2 separate regions of the Mus musculus genome follow, and region 1 is linked to region 2. Evidence: chromatin contacts called from public HiChIP or PLAC-seq data. All regions are on one chromosome and are shown on one strand. The core of a region is the stretch at or near the end of the contact, and the rest is flanking DNA. Distances in the headings are between cores, read along the strand shown.

What was found. HiChIP or PLAC-seq counts read pairs in DNA pulled down with a chosen protein or histone mark.
Region 1: a contact with region 2 is called in an H3K4me3 HiChIP or PLAC-seq map of bone marrow-derived macrophages, with 2.1 times the contacts expected there. The contact joins the promoter of Mir99ahg here to the enhancer-like site in region 2. A contact is called at or near these places in 5 of 484 Hi-C or Micro-C datasets (LSK cells, granulocyte-monocyte progenitors, liver and 2 more) and 4 of 115 datasets of contacts at active chromatin or transcription factors (bone marrow-derived macrophages, heart atrium and stem cell-derived neural progenitor cells).

Annotation. Positions count from the first base shown.
Region 1 is chr16:77,326,209-77,331,575 of GRCm38.p6, reverse strand. Mir99ahg (Mir99a and Mirlet7c-1 host gene (non-protein coding)) reads right to left here and starts at 2,248. Exons shown (of 5, transcript NR_015543.3): 1 at 1,898-2,248.
Region 2 is chr16:77,173,187-77,178,612 of GRCm38.p6, reverse strand. No RefSeq gene overlaps it. Among named protein-coding and RNA genes, the nearest start is that of Gm31258, 130 kb to the left of the region's middle. Within about 2 kb of position 4,017, at least 36 of the 459 cell types and tissues checked have an H3K27ac peak or open chromatin away from gene starts, as enhancers often do. A contact at or near this core is called in bone marrow-derived macrophages, where this site is marked.

The DNA.
Region 1 (5,367 bases), core at 999-3,498, 150 kb before region 2:
TCAGAAGGTCCATCTTTTTCATAAATCCTTAGCTACACCTTTGCTTTATTTATCAGGAGACGTACAAGGCTTTCAAAACAATACACACATTTTCTTGCTATTCACATCAACTTAACAAAAGGCCTTATGAAATATATTCCGGGTGCTTTGTGGGGAAAGAACACAATTTTTCAAAACATGTAAATGAAAAAAAAAAATCATTGGTTTTCTCTCTTAAAAGGAAAATCCCTTTCTGGCAGCAGGAACAAGCAGGAACTGTGTGGCCACAAGGACAAAGAGTGAACGTAACAGGTGGCAAGGACATAATGAACTTCGTTCTCTCAGGAAAGAATGCGGCTGCCATATTTTGCTTTGATAAGGCAGCTCAGGTCACATGACAGGACGAACTTGTCTTTCCTGTGCATAATCTCCGTTCAAAATGCAAACCTAGGGCTCAGGGCTGCCAGCGGTTAACAGGTTTCCATAAAGTTTGCAAAGGCAGCTAAGAAATGCTACAAAATTACCTCGGAAATGGAATCACATTCCGACACCCTTAAAGTCCCCTTCCCTTTCACTACAAATCTGCAGCTTCTCACTGGCTGCCTTTTGTTTGGTTTTTTGTTTGGTTTATTAATTTACTTTAACAAACAGAAGATTCCAGATAAAAGGAGTCTGTCCCCCATGTAAGTTCTGTGCTTTAAACAAGTAGACAAAACTGAATTGTCTCTCTGCTTTGGAAAATGTTTAAACGATGCTGAAGTAGACCTAAAACTTCATCAAATCAACAAATGGACCATAAAGATCCTCCATATTTTTTGATAACATCAATTGCAAATATTATGGTAGCAAAAACTGATTTTTCTAATGAGGTGAACATCAGAAAGTATATTTTAGCACTTACTATAAATGTGATTATGAACATGAGAGGTTGGAATAAGAAAAATAGGTCGCCTCGGCTCACATTCCTGGACATGCTGGCAAGCTAAGATTTTCTTTGAACAACAACAAAACATAGTTAAAACAGGACTTAGTTACGTTTAAACAAGGAATTATTCTCAACTTATACTGTAAGGTTTTTCGTTGAGCTTGGTTGGTTTTATTTTAGAAAACATGACCTTACTAACTTCTAAGGTATTTGCACTGAAACAAACAAACAAACAAACAAACAAAAACTGCTCTGCATTACTGCAACATGATTCTTCAAAAAGAAATGTGTGCAAAGTCGATAGCACACAACGTGAGCAAACAGGATCAGCAGGAACAAAAGAAGTTTGCACGCTGTTGCTCAAGGACTTTTAAAGAATCCTTCCCAGGGATAAGACACATAAACCACTGGGAAGGGACTTGGGAAATCAAAGCACACTTAGTTTTCAATGCATGAAGATGTACTTTCTTAACTATTTTATATTAAAAATAAGAGGGAGCAACAGCAATTCTCACTGGCTGGCTGGCTGGCTGCTAAACACGGGCCCTGACCCTTCTCCTGGCCAGGAATGCAAAGCTCTTTCCATAGGACTTATTCCTGAGATAAGGCACCAAATCATGAAGCCAGCGCCCAGTGACACAGAAGTTGGACTAAATGCAATGTTTACACATATCCTGACTCCCCCTTCTTCCTCATCCCAGCCACATTTGATTTGCCTAAATCAATATTGACTCTGGTTGCAGAAAAGCAGGACTTAAACAAAAGAAAATCTGGAAGAGAAAGAACAGACTGGACGCTACGAGTTTTTTTTTTTTCTCTCAGATTGCAAGTATCACGTGAAATGAAGCAGAGACAAAGCCACAGAGCTTCGGAATTTCTAAGTATTCTTGATGGCTTGTTTCTCCCCCCACCCCCCAAAAAGCAGAGCAGATTTCTTAACTTGTATTACAACCCAGAAAGAATATTTGAGCAACATCTTAAATCTGCACTCACCATGTGAAAGCAACAGTTGCGTGGAGTAAAAGTGTGTTATTTCTCCTGCCCCTGTTCCATTTCAGTTCTGACTATAGTTGTCCAACAACCAAAAGGCCGGAGCTGCCACCCAGAGGCCCCGTCCACGATCTGGTTCATTTGCCTGTCAGCCCGAGAGCTGGCTTCTGCCGGCTGCAGCTGTGCACTTTGCTGAAGTTCTAATATAAATCTCCATATGGTTCCCACCGCCTCACATAGGTGATCTGGCCTCTCGGTTCAATGAACGCGCAGCTGAACTCTTTTCCAGGTGAGTCTGTGAGAGCTAGCTTTGAAGTCGTCCACTCTCAAGTTCAGGAGTTCTTGGTGAGGAGTGGGTGGAGAGAAGCAGCCTTGCTCCGGGGAACTCAGGCTGCAGTCAGAATGCGAAAACTTCCTCTGTTTTCCTGCCTTGCGTGGCTGAGCGCTAGTGCCTCTTTTCACAGAACTTCGGAATGTACAGGCAGGACGCAAAAGGGGCCCTGCCAGACAAGCCTTTCTCAATCAATTAGCTTGCAGCCATTACTTGTGACCCGAGGTCACACAGCATAAGTGTGTGGGGTGTGCCTTCAGGGGTCCCAAGGCTACTTATTACAGCTTAGATAACCTAAGCCGAGCAGACACTGCATTCTAGAAATATTTTTTAATAGTAAATGTGCTAAAGATGTAAAGTAAACCGAAGGTAACCCCCTAGTGTTCTTTCTGAGTAGGTATTGCTTGACTCAGTGAATTTAAAACAATACTTTTTCACATTAAATCAAACAGCGTTCAGGACAGAATAGTAACATGTTTTCTTTATATTATGTGCCTGCAGATGTGGAAATGACAAAAGAGCTCATGTAGACACTCACATGATTACCAGCATACATATCCCTTGTATCACATGGCTAAGCATAGGCAGTAGTATGGTTTTCCTTGAGACTTTTAAAGAATTTTAATGTAAAATTAATTTTAATTAATTAATTTTGATGCAACTATCGACAAAGTTCTCCGTAGCTAAGGAACTGACCTCACTTTGAGGATACAGCCTAGCCTGCTAACCCCGGGTGAGATTCCATGCAAAATTAACTTCACGAATTCTCTTATTTTCAGAACTATATTAGTTACAATTTCCTCCAGTTCCGAAAAAGCGCTTCTTCATTTTAGTACATTTTTAACTGGGAATTCATAAGAAAAGCTATGACGTGCTAAGAAAAAAAAATGTAATATTGCAAAACTCTATCTGCGTTTTATGCATTACATCTTCGTAGTCTTCAAAAACACTTTACAAGGATAGGTATCATTATCAAATTTGTGACAAGGAAGTATCAAGTAATTGTACTTCAAAGCAAACCCTTTCTTTGAATGATCCAACCAAATTAAAATGCTCATGTTTCTACAGTGATTAGATTAGACACCCTCCCTCTCCCAGTAGCTGTCACTCAGAGATAGAGATAGATGCCCAACACTCCATCCTTCACCCTATTTACTAAGTAACTGCACAGGCATGCGAGGCCTGCCTGGGAAATTCCTTTAGATGCTGATCTTTCATCTGCCTCGACCATCTTCGAATTAGCAAAACTGAATTAGCTTTAATCAGCTGTTATCTGATATAAAACAAAACATAGACAAATTAAAATGAACAAATTATAAGATTAGCAGCTAAATAATGCTTTCTAATAGGTAGAGCAGACTTTTTGAAAGTACAGAAACAGAGAATATAAGTGGTAAAGTTAGCTCTGGGTGAGACTGAGTGCAGAAACTGGGGTTTCCACTTTCTCAAATGTGAAATATGCGTCATTGATTGGTCTGTATATCGCCTCTGAATAAGTTTTAGAAAACAAAAAATAAATAAATAAATAAAACATGTTTGAGATCTTTCTGTGACTCCCTCATGCCTGTTTTGTATACTGAAAGTGAGCATCACTAAAAAATAGACATTGAAAAATAGACATGGGAAAATGACCAACCTAGTTAGCGACTAACCTAGTTAGTGCTTGAAGGTTCCCAAGGCCACCGAGGTTGCTACACTTCATCACTACCCCAATACCCCGTGTTGTACATTCAGAGTTTTCTCAATCGCTTTATTCAAGATGAACAGCTAATTTAAGAGTCAACAAGGGCACCCAGCCTTATATTTTAGATGTCTACAGTCATCTACTTTCAAGATTTAGCCCCTATTGTAATGGAACATCAGTGTACATGAAATAAGGATTTCTTTCTAGCAAGTTCAGAAAGGTCACTAATAACCATGCACAGCATAAAACATACAACAGAAGTTGAACAGGCCTTGATGATTTCCCTGGCTATAAAGTAGTTTTTATGGCCAGTTTGTAGGTTTTTATGTGGCCATAGACCTTTCTGAATTACACACAGGTTATGAAAATAGTCCCCTCTGCTGAAGTCTGCTATTACTCGGCAATGATTACTACCCAGACACTATTAGAGAGAGTTTGTCATTTTGATTCACGTCAAGTCCCATCTTTACTTTGTAGAGGAAACGTTCGCTCCTCTAGATGTTTTCTGATGACTTGATCCAATGTAGCAGATCATGGGCTGCTCAATTCATTTAATTTGAAAATTATCTCCCCTGCCTAAATCATTTCACAGTGTATTTTGAGGTGCTAACTTAGAATACAGGATACAATTCACAAAGCTCAAGAAACTCAAGAAGGAGAAAGATCAAAGTGTGGATACTTCGGTCCTTCTTAGAAGGGGAAACAAAATACCCATGGAAGGAGTTACAGAGACAAAGTGTGGAGCAGAGACTGAAGGAAAGGCCATCCAGAGACTGTCCCACCTGGGAATCCATCCCATACACAGACACCAAACCAAGACCCTTGGATGCCAACAAGAGCTTGCTGACAGGAGCCTGATATAGCTGTCTCCTAAGAGACTCTGCCAATGCCTGACAAATACAGAAGTGGATGCTCACAGACATCCACTGGACAGAGCTCAGGGTCCTTCCTAATGAAGGAGCTAGAGAAAGTACCCAAGGAGCTGAAGGGGTTTGTAGCCCTTAGGAGGAACAACAATATGAACTAACCAGTACCCCCAGAGCTCCCAGGGACTAAACCATCAACTAAAGAGTACACATGGAGGGACACATGGCTCCAGCTGCATATGTATCAGAGGATGATCTAGTTGGTCATCAGTGGGAGGAGAGGCCCTTGGTCCTGTGAAAGCTTGATGCCCCAGTGTAGGGGAATGCCAAGGCCAGGAAGCAGAAGTGGGTGGGTTGGTGGGGGGTGGGGAGTAGGGGGTTTTCAGAGGGAAAACCAGGAAAGAGGACAACATTTGAAATGTAAAAAATAAAATATCTAATAAAAATTTTTTTAAATTATCTAAATTGCCTAAATCATTTAACAGTGCAAAAATTGCTATATGTATTTAAAGGTGCTAACTTAGAACACATTTTTAAAAATTAAAAATTCATTCCAATTATCGATTTAAACTCTTAAGTTTCAATATGCTAA
Region 2 (5,426 bases), core at 2,768-5,267:
TTTTAAATCTACCCTTATTTCACCTCCTTACTGAATGCCAGATTGTTCCGTGAACTGAGTTCATTCCAGTCTGAACATACTTAATATGAATAAACATTATAGCAAATGTTAACAAGGCCAAATTCTACTAATATAAAAATTTTAAAACAAATAGCAATCATTAGGAAAACAATCATTAACTCTGTCATATAGCCCACACCTAGTTGAATTTTTACAATATGCTACTCAAAATAATAATTCTGTAAAATTTTATCAAGTACTTAACACTCTTCACTTGAGTGGCTTTTAATTTTTTACAATTTCTCCCAGCCAAAGTAGATCACATATCAAAGTATATCACATGTGGGAAATGTTGGACAAAATCATACATAGCCTTACTACATGTTATATACCTTTCCTTATATATACTTACATTTTATATACCTTTTCTTACCTTTTAAAACTGTTCTTTAAGTTCAAGTTAATGTTTTTCTAGATTTTTTTCAGGTTTTTTTATTAGATATTTTCTTTATTTGCATTTCCCTGTCCCCTCCCCCAAAATCCCCTATGTCATCCCACCCTCCCCCCTTACTCTATGAGGGTATTCCCCATCCACCCACCCACTCCTGCCACTCCACCCTCACATTCTTCTACACTGGGGTATCAAGCCTTCACAGGACAAAAGGCCAGACAAGGAAATTAGAAAACAATGAGGGTTAGTCTTTAGCAAGTGGAAGAGGCACAGAAAATAAACATCTTGCCCAGATTTCTGAAAGCTGACAACCTCACAGATATCACTAGAATGATAATATTCAGTTACTGTGTAAAATACATTAAAAATAAAACCAAAATCAAAGAACATTTGTGAGTTTTTAAAAATTATAGCATATTACAATGTATAAACAATGGATTTTTTTCTACTCTTCACAAGACTTGATGAATTTAATAGCTCTGAAAAGTCAAAAGCTTTCATTATAATTTTCAAATTCCTATGTGCTTGCATTCAGTTCTTAAGACCAGCCAACATCTGTGCAAAGAGCACAGACTTCAGAGTTAGAGGCCATATCTTATGTATGTGCCTACGTTGTATCACTTCTATAAAACAGCTGTCTCTTGTGAGTCTATGCCAATGCCTGGCAAATACAGAAGTGGGTACTCACAGTCATCTATTGGATGGAACACAGGGCCCCTAATGAAGGAGCTAGAGAAAGTACCCAAGGAGCTAACGGCGTCTGCAACCCTATAGGAGGAACAACAATATGAACTAACCAGTACCCCCTCCCCCCAGAGCTGTGTCTCTAGTTGCATATGTAGCAGAGGATGGCCTAGTCAGCCATCAATGGGAGGAAAGACTCTTGGTATTGCGAAGATCATATGCCCCAATACAGAGGAATGATAGGGCCAGGAAGCAGGATTGGGAAGTTTGGGGAGCAGGACAGGGGGAGGGTATAGGAGGTTTGGGAGATAGCATTTGAAATGTAAATGAAGAAAATACCTAATAAAAATTTCAAAAACAAAAACAAAAAAAAAAAGGAATAGATGACAAAATGTAGTGGAAATACTTTGTAAATCAGAATGTCCCAGGGCACTGCAGTTAATCTCAGACAATTATTATATATTCATAAGCATCTAGAGTTTCCATGGAAGAATCCATTTGTAACATAAATCTGTTCATCTATATTTTTCCAAGCCAGTCATTTAAATAGGATGTGTTCTCTTACTTGCCTCATTGCAAGGGAAATAAAAGATGCTTTACCAAGCGTCCTTAACTCACAGTTGTCTTATTCTCCCACTTGGTAACCTCAACATGTCACATACGAAGTAAACTTTGTGAACAGCACAAAAGCTTACTTAGAAGACATTCCATGCATATTGCTATACGAGACAACTTCATGGTCCGACAATTAAACATTCTTGGTAAATTTCAGTAATTTTCCTTTTCAGTTTTGTCTCCCTTGAAAGTCTCATTAAGAATATACTGATATACTTCTTTGGAGGAAAGGAAGAAATTGTAGATTATATTCTTAAAACATGTCTGCTTGCTGAAAAATATAGATTGAAAAATACAGCATTGATAAAAATTTATCTGGATATAGCTCAAATATTAGCTCAAAAATTTTATTCCTGGTAATATGCACACACACACACACACACAGTGTAATTTTATTGTTATGCTCCTATAGCAAAAATAATAATAGGTTTAACCTTAGGCTCAAAATGTACCAAGATTCAGGTTCTTGGCCACTTTAGCAGAGTCATATATGATTCCATGTCATGGGGATCAAACAAATGCGATCAAACAGGACTTGTGTCCATATCACCTCATTGAGACTGTGGTAGCCTGCACAAACCTGCACTGGTTCAAACCCAGACAAGGCTCCAAGTACTGAGAAGAAAATAGACATGGGGTTTCATCGCTAAACAAGAAGCAATTTGCATTTAATATTTACTGCAGAAAGGAAAATACATTTTCTCCAATGGGTGTCACTGGGTATTTGAACCACACTCCAGGATATACCCCATGCCCAAGAATAGCTGTCCAAAAAACAAGAAACACACACACACTCAGAAGCCTTTGTGATTATTTTGGCGACTTTAGGTAGGTTTTTGTTGTTTTCTGGGGGCTCTTTTGTTGTTGTTTTGCTTTGCTTTGACTTAAGGTTTTTGCTTTGATTTTTGTTTTCTTTGTATGTTTTGTTTTTGAGGAGGAATGGTCATGGAGAAAAAGCATGACCAAAATATGTTGTAGGAAATATTTCAAAGAAAGAAAAAGGAAGGAGTTCACTTAAAATAAATCAGGGAAGGTGCGAGAATACACTGATGAATTAGGTAAGAGAAGTAAAAACTCATAATTTGAAAACTATACAATTTTATACCTACTGAAACTTTAGGAAATAAATCAGAGATTTTTTTTTTTTTATGGCACAGTAGTACAAAATGCCAGCCCTGGAAAGTCAAATAAGCCCATTTTGTGCAGTTGATAATATAGTACAGGAATGTTGAAATGATTTCCCATAATCAAAGAGAATGGTTTCGACACACTTGTGTGGAAACAAGAACAAGAGGAGAAAACCATGGTAAACCAGATAAAATGAAGGATGAGAGTGGAGAAGTGTCATTTGACATTTGACCAAATCTATGCACTTTAATGTTCCCTACAAATAAAATAACAACCGTGCTGTTTACACATGCTCTCCCTCCGTCCTGGAGATAGGCCAAGGCTCCACAACTGAACACTTTATCTGTCTGCAAGGAAGACCAGGCAAAGGCAGTGCACAGATGCCCTCTTTTCTGCTTCAATCTGTGTTAAAAGCCTTAGTGTTTAGGGTAAGTTACATATTCAATTGGTCTTAATATTTATAAAAGCAGAGCAATATTGGCCTTTGCTTGCACAACTTGTTCTCGGCTCTCCGAGGCTTATATCATGGTTGTCTGTCATCATTTTCATATATCTGATGATGTAGTTTAACATTTATTTTGAGCACACGGTATTGCTGGTAGACATTTTTTTCTTTTTATTAAAAGCTTTAAACGAGCTAAAAAGAATTCTGGACATTCGCAATAGGATTTCAAAGCTTAAAGAGATATAAGAGGTCATCCAGCATCTTCAGATTTATAGATAGAAACTAAGACCCAGGAAGTTGAGGACAAGCTATGCTTATAGAGCAGTGTTGCAGAATAAGAAGGGAGATTGCACAATCAGAGAGCAAGGATGTCAGTGTTGAAATCAACCCACGATTTATAAGTGTGAAATATTAGGAAATTACTTAGCCCTCAATTGGGGATTGTGACATATCTAAAGTCCACTAATCTATTTGTGAACTTAAGTTCATTCATCTGAAAAAAGAAATGGAGATGATAATAAGCTTTCAGATCGACTGATAGATACAAAGATTATGTATTAAAATACTTTAAAAATAGATTAGTTGCTATTTTAAACTTACTAGCAGAGGTTTTTAAAATCCTCAATCTTGCTTGTTCTTACAGAATGTGATGTCCGAGTGAGCTAGTCATGCTCTTAAATGCTTTTAGTTAAAAAGGCCCTGCTTCTTGCCGTCACCCTTCAACAGTGTCTTTATGAAGCCTAGGTGATTAAGCCATACGGTGGGTCCTCAACATTGAATGTGAGATGCTACAGGCAGCCCAGCTCAAAGAGTTCAGGAAATGCTTTATGCTACGGCTTTGGACTTGAGAGACACAGTTTATGGATATAGAAAAGGGTTCTAGAAAGGTCTGTAGTAAGAAAAATCGGCTTATCCAAAATTTCTTTGCCACACTTAATAAGTGATGACTGTTAATAACTGAAAGATTAAACATTGCACATAAAACTTCTTCCCTAAGAATTGCATATAGAAAGAGTTGCAAAAGGCACAGAGGCACGGGGTTAATGGAATGGATAGCTTAGAGATGATGGATTAGTCCCTTCTAAGTATTAAGTGTCTAGACAAGTGGCTTATTTTCACTTTGCATGATTCACATACAGGATGTGTAAATCGGAGGAGAAGCCGAATGAATATAGGACTTAATACTATAAAGTACTGAAGAATAAGATAGTGGCATTGCCTGTCTTTAACACCGTTATTGTAATGAACACCTTGAATTTGTAATTTTAAGCCTTCTGTAATTTTTTTTCCTCAGTAAATTATACCTCCTAATTTTATATCCACAAACCATGATTCTATCCCGTTAAAAACAAGCATCTCAATCTATATATGGAAAAAAAAACAACAAAAAGTTTCTTAAAATTAAAAATGTATTATCAAGAAGGACTTGTCTTACTTGAAGGACTCTAAATTATCTGTCAGCATCTATTTAAAAAAAAATGAAGCATCAGATCTTTTAAGCTCTGAAACTGCAGAAGTCATATTAAGGTCTCTGCTATAAAAGGAAGTGTTTTTTCTACAGGTAGGTAATATTTTACAGACAGATTACAAACCATCACCTCACACGGACGGACAGAGAGGCACTGTAGTGGCTGTAACTTAATCTCCACGTTCTGGCGATCTCAAATCTCTGGAGTGTCACTTTATGGTTTACAATGCAGTTACATCACAATCCCTCAATAGAATTACAGCCTGCTCACTAATCTCTCCCTATCAGGTATCCTGTGAGGAAGGAAGTTGTGAGGCCCCAAAAGAAAGACTCAGTGGCGTGAATGATTGCATTCAGTCTCTTTCCACAACAATATCTGTAAGTCTGGAGGTGATAAATGGCACCCATGTTATAAATGAGCAACAGGGTCAGTAGCAGCAAGGAGCCAAGGGTTCAAAGAAAAGGCTCCGTCCTGATGGGTTCAGGAAAAGGCCACATACTGCTGGCGTGCATCATGGCAGATAAATCCTCCAAGATGGCTTGTTGCAATTACAAAACAGAATTAGAAAAGGCTGTTATTAAAGAGCCAAGATTTCTGTCCAGGAGTTGAACAAAGAACATTGATTAGCACAAAA